3 separate regions of the Sus scrofa genome follow, and all the other regions are linked to region 2. The links are chromatin contacts, called in public Hi-C maps. All regions are on one chromosome and are shown on one strand. Each heading gives the region's core, a stretch centred on a gene start, on an enhancer-like site or on the middle of the called end of the contact. The rest is flanking DNA. Distances are from core to core; before and after follow the strand shown.

The links. A called contact is a pair of places that touch in the nucleus more often than the background predicts.
Region 1: a Hi-C map of liver shows a contact between it and region 2, with 4 times the contacts expected there. The contact joins two enhancer-like sites. A contact is called at or near these places in 3 of 47 Hi-C or Micro-C datasets (liver and skeletal muscle).
Region 3: a contact with region 2 is called in a Hi-C map of liver, with 14 times the contacts expected there. The contact joins two enhancer-like sites. A contact is called at or near these places in 6 of 47 Hi-C or Micro-C datasets (fetal liver, liver and skeletal muscle).

The regions. Positions count from the first base shown.
Region 1 is chr4:12,419,608-12,422,307 of Sscrofa11.1, forward strand. No RefSeq gene overlaps it. Among named protein-coding and RNA genes, the nearest start is that of MYC, 39 kb to the right of the region's middle. Within about 2 kb of position 1,369, at least 1 of the 83 cell types and tissues checked has an H3K27ac peak or open chromatin away from gene starts, as enhancers often do. A contact at or near this core is called in liver, where this site is marked.
Region 2 is chr4:11,947,669-11,950,374 of Sscrofa11.1, forward strand. All of the region lies in intron 2 of LOC110260223 (a long non-coding RNA gene), which reads right to left. Among named protein-coding and RNA genes, the nearest start is that of MYC, 510 kb to the right of the region's middle. Within about 2 kb of position 1,448, at least 3 of the 83 cell types and tissues checked have an H3K27ac peak or open chromatin away from gene starts, as enhancers often do. A contact at or near this core is called in fetal liver and liver, where this site is marked.
Region 3 is chr4:12,216,836-12,219,535 of Sscrofa11.1, forward strand. All of the region lies in intron 4 of LOC106509952 (a long non-coding RNA gene), which reads right to left. Among named protein-coding and RNA genes, the nearest start is that of MYC, 240 kb to the right of the region's middle. Within about 2 kb of position 1,341, at least 3 of the 83 cell types and tissues checked have an H3K27ac peak or open chromatin away from gene starts, as enhancers often do. A contact at or near this core is called in fetal liver and liver, where this site is marked.

The DNA of each region.
Region 1 (2,700 bases), core at 119-2,618, 470 kb after region 2:
TTTAAAAGAGACCTGGGGTTTGAGATACTGAAGATGACACCGGCAGACAAGGACTGTGAGGAAGAAAATTAGCTGCCATGTATGAAGCATCTAATCTCAGTCTGCTGTGGTGTGTACCAATATGTAAATACTTTGCATACGTATTTTCATTTTTAAAAAAATGCAGCATAGGTGTTCCCATTGTGGCTCTGCAGGTTGTGAACCTGACTAGGACCCACAAGGACATGGGTTCAATCCCTGGCCTCACTCAGTGGGTTAAGGACCTGGCATTGTCACTGCAGTGGTCCAGGTCCAAATTTGACCTCCGGCCCAGGAATTTACACATGCCGCAGGTGTGGCCAGAAAAAACAAACAAACAAAACAGGGTCTTTAGTTGCAGCCTTGCTAGTGCAGAGCTGTGTAACTTTAATAAATGACTTCCTCTCTCTGTGCTTCTGTGCTTCTGAGGTTTTGTTGTGGTTTCTTTGTTGGGTTTTTTTGTTTGTTTGTTTTATTTTTGTTTTTGTTTCACTTTTTAAGGGCTGAATCTTCAGCATATGGAAGTTCCCAAGCTAGGAGTTGAATCGGAGCTGCAGCTGTCAGCTTATACCTCTGCCACAGCAATGATGCGGTGTCTGAGCCTCATCTGTGACCTCCACCACAGCTCACAGCAACGCTGGATCCTTAACCCACTGAGTGAGGCCAGGGATTGAACCTGAATCCTCATGGATACTAGTCAGGTTCTTAATCCACTGAGCCACAATAGGAAGACCTTTTTATTTTTTATTTTTTTGGCTGTGCCTGAGGCAGGCAGAAGTTCCCAGGCCAGGGATTGAACCCACACCATGGCAGTGACCTGAGCCATTGCAGTGGTTGGATTCTTAACTGCTAGGCCACAAAGAAACTCCCATTCTGTTTATCTGTGTAATGAAAGGACCCAGTGAGATCATCACTTCCAGGGGTTCCTGTGGTAGCACAGTGGTTAATGAATCCGACTAGGAACCATGAGGTTGCCGGTTCAGTCCCTGGCCTTGCTCCGTGGGTTAAGGGTCCGGTGTTACCGTGAGCTGTGGTGTAGGTCGCAGATACCCTGCATTGCTGTGGCCCTGGTGTAGGCCGGTGGCTACAGCTCCACCTAGACCCCTAGCCTGGGAACCTCCACATGCCACTGGAGTGGCCCTAGAAAAGGCCAAAAAAAAAAAAAAAAAATCATCACTTTCAGCTTTTTCAAAGTATACAGTTTTGTGATTCTGAATGTGTCACAACCTCTGTACGTAAGAAAGGCTCACATCAGATCTTACTTTTCTTGCCAGAGGAGGGAGGACACCTCATTGAGAAATCTGCTCCTCTGGAAACTGGCCTGGATGAACCGCTGCCCAGGATCAGGCTGGCATGCTCCTTGTGTGTGCCTTGTGTGTACACGGGCTCAGAGGTGACACCGAGCTGCCCGTGGTCACACAGCCACAGGCCAAACCAGGCCTAGAGCTAGATTTCTCCCCACATCCTCCTCTTCTTCTTTTTTTAAATTTACTAATTTTTTTTTTGTCTTTTTGTCTTTTTAGGGCTGCACCTGTGGCATATGGAGGTTCCCAGGCTAGGGGTCCAATTGGAGCTGTAGCCACCGGCCTACGCCACAGCCACAGCCACAGCCACAGCCACAGCCACACCAGATCTGAGCCGCATCCTTGATCTACACCGCAGCGCACAGCAACGCCAGATCCTTAACCCACTGAGCGAGGCCAGGGATTGAACCTGCAACCTCATGGTTCTTAGATTCGGTTCCTCTCCACCACGACGGGAACTCCCCCATGTCCTCTTCTTGTACTACATATGTCTCCAAGGTAGTTGTTCACTTTTCTGGATGTGCCCCTGCCTTTTTTCTCCCCACTGGGTTTCAACCCATTTGAATACCCAAGTATCATTTCTTTGGGGAGAAATTAGGGGTACTCCAATCCACACACTTAAGGGAAGTCAGATGAATGGCCTCCAGCCCCCGGGAGTGCATAGATATCATTTCTCTGTTTGGGGAGAAACCAGGGCTACTCCAAGGTACACAGATGAGGGAAGTTAGATGCATGGTCTCATGTGACACTTACGGCTTGACTCATGATGAAACATTAGCCAGTCACTTCTAGGCACAGGTTATCTCTTCCCACTCTGTACCCTTGGCTGTTTTTTCTAGTCCTGATTCTTGAGGTCACCATCTTTTTGTCATTCTTGGCTGCTCTATCTTTATCCACCCCAATATTTAGACTTGGTGGTCTTTCAGGCCCAAGGGTCTCTGGAGAAGTAGAATCTTTTTTTTTTTTACAACATCCTAGGACTTTATACTTGGGTCTCAGGGCAAAATGGGTTACCTGGCACTGACATGTCTTTCCAAACTTGCTGAATACGAGAAATCAATGCTGTGTGGTTATGACACCAGCCAAGATGACCTGGCTCCAATCCGCTTCTGCCACTCTCCAGACGCGTGATTAAAAAATACTTTTTAAAGAGCTACATAAGAAGCTTATTAGTACACAAGAGAAAAAAAAATATTTTTGACCACACAGATTTATAACTTGTATGTGTGTGGGTGTGTATGACAAGCCCCAAGACAGATTTTTAAAACCTAGTTAAGTATCATCATTGTTATAAAAGGAAACAGAGGAGTTCCTGTCGTGGCGCAATAGTTAACGAATCCGACTAGGAACCATGAGGTTGCGGGTTCGGTCCCTGGGC
Region 2 (2,706 bases), core at 198-2,697:
GGGAAAGAAGTTGTTGTATCTTCAATGATTTCTAATAAAAGTCAATGCTAAAGTTTAAAGTTAATAATATTTCATTACCTTTTAAGAGTTGAACCTCAAATGTACTTAGAAAAGAGCATATCTCCATGTTGATTTTTCTAGTTTCTTGGAATCAAGGGACTCAGAGTTGAAGGGAAATGAAAAGCCTTCTCATCTACTCTTCAACCTAGAATTGGAAGTCACTAAAAATTTTTTATCTTTTACTGGGACAAAGTTTCATTATAAAAGTATCTGGGAGTTTCCATTGTAGCTCAGTGGGTTAGGAATCTGACTAGGATCCATGAGGATGTGGGTATGATCCCTGGCCTCACTGAGTGGGCTAAGGATCTGGAGTTGCCACAAACTGTAGCATAGGTCACAGATGCAGCTCAGATCCTGTGGCTGTGGCTGTGGCTGTGGCTGGCAGCTGTAGTTCCAACTTGACTCCTAGCCAGGGAACTTCTGTATGCCACAAGTTCAGCCCTAAAAAAACATTTTTTAATAAAAAAAAATTTTTAAATCTGTTGGTGAAATTGAAGTTTTGTTTTTCTTAACAATTTTCCAATTAATTGTTATTTTATTACTCATAATGAAAATAATATGAATAAATTCAGTTTCATTTCTCTGGTTTATATAGTCAATAGGATTGAATCCTTGTGATAGGTAAAAGGTTGGCCCAGATTTTGTATTACTGTCAACATCATTAGCATAAACAAACATTTACTGACCATGGATCTATATTACGCGAAGTGATGCATTTTTTTTATGCAATTAGGTAACTGTGGTCCAAAAATATTGAGGCATTTTTTCCGCAAGTTACACAACTTATAAAAATAACCCAAACTGGAAAGTCTCACTTTGAAATCCACACATCACACAAATTTAGAAACTAAGGCAAATCCCTGTAGCAGTTGATCCGTCATGACCTAAGTTACTATCAGCTTCTACAGGCTCATCTCTAGATACTCAATTTTCAACTGACCCAGTTGCCTCTCTCCCCATTTTTTCCTTAACAAGTTCATTTTTTAATCCCATTTTAGTGACTATAAAATCAATTACCTACTCTACTCCAGGAAAATTCCTGCAAAGTAAAGAGGTTTTAACCTGCTATTCAATCAGCCAGAGGGAACATTGTTCATTTTAACTGTCTGGATAAATAAAGTCACATGCACATAACGTCACGTCTACTGTAGACATTATCAGTGGCACCATTTCATTTCATGGAAAAAGCAGATACCAGTGTTCTTGCTATTTTTGAAATCACCAAAGAGTAATCAATAACCTGCCTTGACATGTTGATCAAACAATCCTTGCTGGTTAATATTGACCAACTAATTTAAAAGTTTCAAAGGAGTTGTACACAATTTGCCCGAGCTGACTTGGAAACGATGCCCAATCCGGTTAATGTTTACGTCCACGAGGCGCTCACCTCCACTAAAAACCAGCCTTGCACATCAGCCCCACGGGGAAGGACAGCTCATGCCAGAGTTAAAGGAGGGCTCCAAGATAAAGAGTAACCCAGCCGGAAAGCCGAGGTTCAAACGCATCTGGTTTCCATTAACTGGGATTGCAACAGTCTCTTCAAAGGCGAAGAACACTCCTCCCTCCACACCAAAAATCTCCTGCTTCCTCCACGGTGGTAGATCCAGGAAAAGGTCCTGAATCACACCAGGGAGCCCCAGGTTAAAGAGTTAACATTTTATGCTGATTTTATTTGAGGTTTTGTTTAATGACACAGGTAACAGATGCTTCTCACAGACACACCAACAAACAAAATCACAATCAAAAAACACCAGTCATTACAAACAAAAAGAATTGACTGATATCACATTATTAATGCCCTTGAAAATATATAACAATGGTGTTCCCGTCCTGGCTCAGTGGTTAACGAACCTGACTAGGATCCATGAGGAGGCAGGTTCGATCCCTGGCCTTGCTCCGTGGGTTAAGGATCCAGCGTTGCCATGAGCTGTGGTGTAGATCACAGACATGGCTCAGATCCCTCCTTGCTGTGGCTGTGGTGTAGACCGGCAGCTACAGCTTCAATTTGACCCCTAGCCTGGGAACCTCCATATGCCACAGGTGTGGCCCTAAAAAAACAAAAGACAAATAAATAAATAAATAGAGGAAAATATCCAACAAGATGAGGTGATACCAATGTTTTCACATATTGCTATTTTGCCATCATCCTTTCTAATATTTTGAAGTTGCCTGGTTTCCAACTGAAATGGTATGTATTAATATTATCTATCAATCCCTTTTGACATCTGTATATTTTGCTTGCTTGCAGTTTTCCCTGTTATAAACACTTTAGCAATGAACTATCTTCCATTCAGCAACACATTCCACAAAGATTTATTGGACTCCTACAATGCCAGGCACATAGTCCTTAAATAGTTTGATCATCTTCATAATTACTTCTCTAACATAAAGTTCCCAGAAGCGGAACTCTTGGTCAAAGTCTACTTTTTGGATTTTAATTGGAATTGCCAATTGCTCCGCAGAGATGTTGTACCAGAAACACTTCTATCACCACCCGAGAATATCTACTACTTCATCAGAACTTACCAAGGAAAGCAGAAAGCCTGGCTTTGGAACAGCTGCTACTCAACCAGCAGCATCAGTATTACGTGCAAATGCGAAGCCTCAGGCCCTCCCCCTGAGACCTACCCAATTAGCATCTCTGGT
Region 3 (2,700 bases), core at 91-2,590, 270 kb after region 2:
TCCTAGCGGCAGGGCCTCAGGATTCTGCCCCTTATGCTGAGCATCTGTAGGGACAGCGTGTTTGATGAGTGGCTCCAGGATGGACGGATGCAAGGGAAGGAGTAAAGGAAAAGAGAGAGAGGGAATGAAGGAAGGAAGGGGCTGTACTGTGGAGGTGAGCAAAAAAAAAAAAAAAATCTCTGTCATGACATCAGGGGAGGCAGAAATAAAAGGGGGAAATGGATAAAAGCAAAATGTCTATTAATACAGACTTGCTGGGGAAACTAGGGAATACTACACAGCAGTTAAAAAGGGTGAGGTTGGAACTCCCTCATGGCTCAGTGGGTTAAGGGTCTGGTACTGCCACTGCTGTGGCTCTGGTTACAGCTGTGGTGCAGCCAAAACAAAAAAACAAAAAAAGCGAGGTGGCGTACACTCATACAGAAAACCTATAAGATGTATTGTTGAGTGAAAAATGCATACACTGATTTGATTTCCTCCAGCTCTGAATGCCGCAGCACCCATGGAGCCAGGGACAAGGCTGGTGGTAGGATCTGGGGCTAAATCCCAAGGAGATCAGCTGACTGCATCTGCTGTCTCAGAGGATATTTCCACCCACGAGGAAAGGAAGGCCTTCCATCAAGGTCTCCAGGCAACCACGATCTTGTGACCCAGCTTCCAGCGTGGCTTTGCACCCCCGGTTCCTTGAAAATACTTGTAGTGATTTTAAGACAAAAAGAATCCAAGGGACATCCCTCAGCTCCTGGCCCCCAGCCGGTGATAAGCATGAAGAGCAGTGCATCCGTGTGGAGCTGCAAAGCTGAGAAGACCTATGGTCTCTTCCTGGCTACAGGTGTCACCTGCAGGATGTTTAAAATATCTCTGAACTCACTGCCTACATCTACATTTCTAGAAATTTCACTGCAATGTCCAAAAATTTCTTTGGCAGCACTGGTCCCGCACAACAGCCAGTGAATTGCTGAAGGCAGGGTGGCCCTTTATTCGGGCTATGTAACCCCAACTGGCTGGAGTCTCAGAGATGACCAAGCCCAAACTCAACCCAGTGAAGACAGCACTGTTCAGAGAGGTCAGGAAACTTGCCTGAGGTCACACTGCAAGGCAGGGGCAGGATGGGAACCAGAACTCAGTATTCCTCAGCCACAGGTCTGTGTCCCTTGCACCTGTCACGATATACTTCTTCACATTCAGAACCCATCACAGCCTTCAAAAGTAGATGATCCACTTGACAGCTGGCTAGAACAAGGATCCTGGGGTTACCCTGAGTCCAGAGCAAAAGCCAACTCAGGCCGAAGGGACGCCTCTGATGACCCAGGGGCGCAAACACACAGCACCATAATTAGCTCAGGCCTGGTCATCAGGACACCTCTTGCTCAATGTTATTCGTTGCTTCATGGTTTCCACATCCAGAGGAATAATACTTCCCTAAAAATCAATTGTCCCCAGCAACCCACCTACACAGTTCTTGGAAAATATGGGTTAAACCTTCTGCCACACACGCAAAACAGGGAACAAAGAGGGTGAGGGAAATTCATCGCCACGTCCTGCACTTTGCATTGTTCGCCCCACAGGTTTTTCAAGTGATCAAGTTCAAATGACCCTATATGTCTTAGGGCTGCCAACACTCGCCAGAAAGGAAGCACCCCAGGCTTTAATAAACGGGATTACTGGGTATCAAGAGATTCTAGATAGCTTCAAGAGGCTGGAGGTGAGGGGAACTGAAGATGGCCTGGAAGGAAGATGCTGGAATAATCTGTTTCTGCCACTGGAGAAGGAGCGGCTGTGCCCTTTCTGCAGCCCGGAACTCTGGACGAGCTGAGACACGGGAATTACAAAACGTCAGTCAAATAAATAGGTGGCCCTAATGGGAACATTTCCCAACCTGCCAGAACAAATAAAGAGAGGGATGGCTCTGGTTTTCAGACGAGGCAGCTTCCAGTGACAGAGATGCCTGGCACATAGGAAGTGCTCTGTAAATATGAAACACACATAGGGTTTCTGATTCCCTGGACTTGGGCCGGAAAGCCCCGTGGACCACTCCTCACTGTCCACACTTGCTCTTTAGATGCTCAGATGACAGACAGATATAGGTGATAGACAGATAATAGAGAGGTAGATGGATAGATGATAGATAATGGATACATAGATGACAGATGATAGATGATAGATGATAGATAATAGAGAGATAGGTGATAGACAGATAACAGAGAGATAGATGAGAGATAGATAATAGAGGGATAGCTGGATAGATGATAGATAATAGATAGATATATAGATGACAGGCAGATAGATAATAGAGAGATAGATGGATAGATGACAGAAGAGACAGATGGTTATGTAGCTAGCTAGCTAGATGAATGATAGACAGGTACCTTAAAGAATGGGCTCCTACAGTTGTGGAGGCTGACAAGTCCAAAGTCCGCAGGGTGGGTCAGGGGAAGAGGTGATGCTGTACCTCAAGTTTGAAGGCCATCTGGAGGCAGAATCCCCACTTCCTTGGGGCCTTCGGTACTTCTCCCTTGAGGCCTTCAACTGATTGGATGAGGCCCACCCACCTCATGGAAGGGAAAATCTGCTCCCCTCAGAGTCTACTGCTGTAAATGTTGTTTTTGTTTTTTTTTTTTTTTTTTTTGGTCTTTTTGCCATTTCTTGGGCCGCTCCTGCGGCATATGGAGGTTCCCAGGCTAGGGGTCGAATCGCAGC